2 separate regions of the Hordeum vulgare genome follow, and region 1 is linked to region 2. The links are chromatin contacts, called in public Hi-C maps. All regions are on one chromosome and are shown on one strand. Each heading gives the region's core, a stretch centred on a gene start, on an enhancer-like site or on the middle of the called end of the contact. The rest is flanking DNA. Distances are from core to core; before and after follow the strand shown. Region 1 overlaps LOC123398620 (receptor protein-tyrosine kinase CEPR1). Region 2 has its middle 4.9 kb from the start of LOC123396425.

Region 1 (3,008 bases), core at 178-2,677, 40 kb after region 2:
CCAAATGTTAGAAGGTCCTGATTTGACAAGCCTTAACGAAATGTACATCAGCCATTTCTTAGTGGAAATGTACATCCTATATGCAGCCAAATTTATCAAATATTAATTGTTTACTAAAAATAGGAAACAAAAGTTGTGGCCTCCAAATGTTGAGGTGACTTGGATTTTGTAGTGTTACAAATGTCCATTCCCGTGTCATGTTATTCAACATTCTATTATTTTCTATATGAAGATTTTCCCCCAACCTTTGTTTTTGTCTTATGTTTTTTGGCATCCAAGCAGGCTGCGATAATAAGGCTTCCATTTATTTTAAAAGAAGAGAAACAAATAGATTAAGGGGCATGCAATTTTAGTTGGATTGCGTCCTCATTTTTTTTACTAAACAATGCAAATTATTAATTATTATTATTTTGCAAAATACCAAAGGCCACACATATTTAAGCCATGAGACCCTTCATAAAAAATAATAAAAAATCACTCACACATCTTTATGAGAAAATCGATGTCGTCTTTCATCTGCACTTGTTGGTGGAAGCTCAATGCTGCTTTGGACCTCCGAATCAACACTAGAGAAACTTTCTTGATGCAAGGTTTGTGATGGCACCGATGACTGTGATCTGAGAAGCAAATCGCCGCCCCGAGAAGCATGTGACAAAGAGGGTTTGGAGACTGTCACCGATTCGGGGATACCTAAACCTGACCAGATCCGTAATGAACCGAGGGTGGAAACTTCGCCTATCGAAGAAGCAGCGGGAGGACCAAAGCACGATGCGCCACCACCCACTCCGCGAGCGGACGCCTTCTAAGACCATGTGCAAATCATGGAGACACAACTAGATCCATTTCTCCATAAGAGTACCCTCCCCCCCCCTCCAGCTCACCCCTCCTCCATTTCCTAAATTTCATATATTTCAGTGCGATCTAAAATATTTTTAACACCAAAATTTTGAGGCATTTTTTAAAATAAATTTAAACCATGTCGGAATTCATTAAAATTAAATGAAATTTGAAATCTTAAAATCCCCCCAAAAAATCCAAAATATGCAAAATTTCGCATATTTCACTGAGGTTCGAAATTGTTTTGCTTCTGAAATTTAAAACCTGCCCCCCCCCCCCCCCCCCTCTTTGTCCGATGAGATTTCCCTTGTATATTTGCATGGCTATATGATGATTTTATGTTAAAAGAAAAGTAACAAAGCACCTCTTGTCAATCCGTTCCATCAGGGCATCACTCTCAGCAAAACGAAAAACGGCACAAGGAAAAGGGAGAAGAAAAGGTGGCCATGGATCCAAAAAAGAAAGGAACAATTCAGAGCCTGAATGCACTGGTACTTTTTGTTGCATCCATCCATTTATATGCATAGGATACATACATTACAGCATATGCACGGTTGCTGTTGATAGATACACACAGGTCCATCCTTCCACTCACTGAGGCATCAGATTCTGCTTAAACACCAAGCAGCCTTGCACAGTACAGTATAGTATATCTCAGTGATCCATATGGAAAACGACCCCAAAACAAAAAAAGGTGGCTATGCAATATTATTATTGCAATGCAGCTACTCCATTATTAATTTACCTATGCACATACTCTATATATATCACTCAATCTAGTGCAAGATCCAACAATCTTTGCAACTTAAATTGCATCAATCCATCCTCAAAATCACCTCTCTATAATACCTTAGTTGCACCACTAGCTCTCATCATCTTCTTAATCAGTACTAGCAGTAGTGCTATTACAATTGTAGTTGCTACTAATTTCGCCTAATAATAGCTTAATTGGATCAGTGTGATGATCGCTTGATTCACTCTTTGTTACTACTACTAATTACTGGATGGTTAATTGATTGAGTTGCACGGCTCACATAGTCACATGGCCTCATTATCAGCTGGTTTGGGTTTGTGGCCGGAGAAGTCTTTGGCGGAGCGGCTGCCGGGGGGCGGGCCGGACTCGGCGAGCATCTGGACGACGTCGGCCATGGTGGGGCGGAGGCCGGGGATGCTGCAGGTGCACCGGACGGCCACGCGCATCGCCTGCACCATCTCGTCTTTGAAGGGGCTCCACGCGAGCCGCTTGTCGAGCGCCTCCGCCTCCGCCGCGCCCGCCACCTTGCCGGTCACCCACTGCACGATGTCCCTCGTCTCCCCGAACTCCGGCTCGATCGGCTTCTTCCCCGTGGCCAGCTCCATCAGCACCACCCCGAAGCTGTACACGTCGCACTTGGTCGTCGCCTTGGACGAGTAGGCGTACTCCGGGGCCAGGTACCCGTACGTGCCGGCGATGGTGGTGGTGGACGAGGTGTCTCCGCCGACGCCCACGCCGCCGCGGGTCGCCTGGAGCACCTTGGCGATGCCGAAGTCGGCCACCTTGGGCTCGAAGTCGGCGTCGAGCAGGATGTTGGACGACTTGACGTCGCGGTGCACGATGGCGAACATGAGGTCGTGGTGCAGGTACGCCAGGCCCTGGGCCACGCCGATGGCCACGCGGCGGCGCGTCGGCCAGTCGAGGAACCCGAAGCCGCCCCACCCGCCGCCGGCGCCGCCGTGCAGCGCGTCCCACAGGTTGCCGTTGGGCATGTACTCGTACACCAGCAGGTTGCAGTCGGCGCCCGAGTAGCAGCAGTAGAGCTTCACGATGTTCTTGTGCCGGATGCTGCCCAGCGTCTCCACCTCCGTCCGCAGCTCGCGGCTGTCGTCCTCCTCGCCGCCGCCGCCGCCACCGTAGCCACGGCCGTGCCCGCGATGCTGCTGCTGCTTCTGCCGCAGCTGCTTGGAGGAGGACACCCAGAGCTTCTTCACGGCCACCAGCTCGCCGCTGCTCAGCTCGATCTTGTACACCGTGCCAGAGCCGCCGTGCCCGACGATGTTCTTGTCGATCAGCGCCTCCACGATCTCGTGCTGGTCGAAGTTTAGCTTGTGGAAGCTGGTCACGTCGTACGACGACCCCCCGCCGCCCCTCGACCCCGGCGACGACGTCCCGTCCTGCTCGCCGTCCTTGGCCG
Region 2 (2,911 bases), core at 255-2,754:
CGGCCACGACAAGGCCGACCTAAGCCAGTCGGCAGCTGAAGCAGTATTATTTAAAAGAAATTCAAATCGATGTATTATTTTCCAAACTCAGTAAAAAAGATGCAATAGTCAAATCGACTGCATACATTGGCTCCAGGCGACCTGCACAGGCTTGGCTTGCTGCAGCACTTTATTACCGATGGTCTCGTCAAGTCTAGTCTTATCTGCATGGATGGATTGTACTGTTGATGCTGGAGAAGGAGGCGGTGTGCATGCATGTGGTTGGAGCTTCACGTTTGGCTTTGTATACACAGGTATCAAAAGTGTCTTTTATGAACGCACATCTTACTAGCTAGCCCTGTTCGGATACTCTAACTTAGCTAGTGGTTAGAGTTAGTTTCTAGCTCATGACTAATTTTAAATTAATTTTAGCCAAACAGATGTTTGGATGGAAGGGTTAGATTGACAATAGATGCATTTTATGGAAGGAGAAAGGTAATTTTTTAAGGGGAGTGATCTGCGCCGACGCGCCGGCCCAAACTTTTCGCCGGTCGCGCCGGGCCGCACGATCCACCAACCCCCGCGCGTCCGCACCGTTGGATCCGCATGTAACATTTTTTCTCCTATGCAGCAAAATGTCGATTCGATGCAGCAATTTTTTCAACGGTTGCAACAAAAAATAAAATTTGTAGCAAAAAAAAAATCTACATGATTGTAGCAAAAAAACGAAGCTGATGGTACGTGGTAGCAAAAGTCAAACGCCGGTTGTAACAAATATTTATGTGACGTGTATGCAACTTTTTAGTGAACGGTTGCAGCAAAACATGATGCCGGTTGTAGCAAAAATTAATACGGTTGTAACAAAAGTAAAAAAACATCGATTGTAATAAAAAATCCGACGAACTGGAGTTGCAACCATACGTATATGCAACTTTTATACTGGGACAAAATATAGTAAAAAAATGCTTGCAGCAAAAATGACGCTGATTGCAACAAATTTAGACGAAAAATGTTGCATCCATTGACCAACGAAGCGTGCGGGGTGGGAAAAATATTGCATGGGCCAGCGCTTGAGGGGGCGACCGGCGCGTCGGATGGAAACGATTCCCTTTTTTAATGGGCCCCATGAGAACTAGCTCAAATTAGCATCTCTTGGCTGGTGGGAGAGAGAGAAAAAATATTTTTTTAATGAACCCCATAAAAACTAGCTCCAATTAGCACCTCTTGGATGGGATAGTTTTTTTGAATGGGTTAGATGCAATTAGCTCCAATCTAATCCTTATGTTTGAATAATTTAGGGCTAGTTGAACCAAAACTAGCTCAAACTAACTCTAACGTATGGAACCAAACAGGAGCCCTACTAAGCTACAGAGGATTGATTGATCGGGTCACACTGCAGTGATGTACCTGCAGGTTAGTCCAATCCATCCATGGTTTGTCGGGTCAAGTCAGGTCAGATGAGGCAGGTGCCTGCGTCTGCATCTACTCCATGCAAAAAAAAGAAAACATCGGTCGAGTCAGAGCAGCATCTTTTACGCACACTGCGCTGCCTAGTTGCTAGGGCCGTGCAAGCTGTCCAGCCATATGGCCTTCCATGCACTGCGGCGGTCTTTTTCGCAAAGTTTAACATAAAATAAAAATCCATTTAAGAAAAAAACATAAGATGATCCTTTTGCATGACGTCACGACCAGCGACATATGTCAAAGATGACCGTGACACCATTGGTCCGAATTGCGTCACATGACGCCCCGCGGCGGGGCGCCATGCTCATTACCATCACGCCTTGGTCCACGGCAGTCCTGCCCAAATGGGCTGGTCCGGCACGGCACGAATGTTAGCAGGTTCGTGGTGTGTCGGTTCACGTGCGTAGCCTCCTGGCCCAAGCATGGTACAGGGAAAATCCCTATTTGACGCTCTCTGAGTCGTCCTCTCGGGACATCGCATAGACGCACCCCAGCTACCGATTTAGAATTGGCAGGTCCATTTATATGGCAACATATCCGGTGTTGGGAAAAAGGTTCCTAGGCGGTTTTCTTAGTTTTGGAAAACTTCTACAAAGTTCCCTCAATTAGTTTTTATTATTTTTGTTTTTGTTTCAAAAATGTTCTGGATTTTCAAAGAATGTTCTGGAATTTGAAAAAATGTGTTGATTTTCAAATAATGCTCTGAAATTTTGAAATTTTAAAAAATGTTCTGGAATCGAGATTTTTTTCCGGAATTTAAAAATATCTTCCGTAATTTTAGATAAAAAATCTGATTTTTTTTTCTGTTTATGTTTTCAATAATGTTCTGGATTTTCAAAAAAGGTTCTCAATTTACAACAAATGTTTCGGAATTTGAAAAAATACTCCGGATTTTAAAAAAATGTTCTGGAGTTTCAGAAATGTTCTAGAATTTGAAAAAATGTTCCGGAATTTGAAAAATGTTCTGGATTATCTTTTAAATATTTTCTGTTTATCTTTTAAATAATGTTCTGGATTTTTAAAAATTATTCTCAATTTACAAGAAATGTTCCGGATTTTCAAAAATGTTCTGGAGTTTGAAAAATGTTCTAGAATTTTAGAAAAAATTTAGGAATTTGAAAAATGTTTCGAAAGTTGAAAAAAAGTTCCGGAATTGAGAAACTTTTTCTGGAATTTTAAAAAATGTTCCATGATTTTAGAAAGAAATTCTGAATTTTTTCTGTTTATGTTTTAAATAATGTTCTGTATTTTCAAAAAATGTTCTCAATTTACAAAAAAATGTTTCGGAATTTGAAAAAATGTTCCGGATTTTCAAAAATGTTCTGGAGTTTGAGAAGTGTTCTAGAGTTTGAAAAAATATTCCGGAAATTGAGAAAATGTTTCCAAATTCGGAAAATTATTCCGGAATTTGAAAAATGTTCCGAAATTTGTAAAAATTGTTCCGCAATCGAGAAACTTTTTCTGGGAT

What was found. A called contact is a pair of places that touch in the nucleus more often than the background predicts.
Region 1: a contact with region 2 is called in a Hi-C map of leaf, with 4 times the contacts expected there. The contact joins two enhancer-like sites. A contact is called at or near these places in 3 of 6 Hi-C or Micro-C datasets (leaf and seedling).

The regions. Positions count from the first base shown.
Region 1 is chr5H:4,333,349-4,336,356 of MorexV3_pseudomolecules_assembly, forward strand. It overlaps LOC123398620 (receptor protein-tyrosine kinase CEPR1), which reads right to left. Exons shown (of 1, transcript XM_045093070.1): 1 at 1,574-3,008. The coding sequence ends at 1,876. Among protein-coding and RNA genes, the nearest start is that of LOC123398620, 3.7 kb to the right of the region's middle. Within about 2 kb of position 1,428, at least 1 of the 3 cell types and tissues checked has open chromatin away from gene starts, as enhancers often do. A contact at or near this core is called in leaf, where this site is marked.
Region 2 is chr5H:4,293,392-4,296,302 of MorexV3_pseudomolecules_assembly, forward strand. No RefSeq gene overlaps it. Among protein-coding and RNA genes, the nearest start is that of LOC123396425, 4.9 kb to the left of the region's middle. Within about 2 kb of position 1,505, at least 2 of the 3 cell types and tissues checked have open chromatin away from gene starts, as enhancers often do. A contact at or near this core is called in leaf, where this site is marked.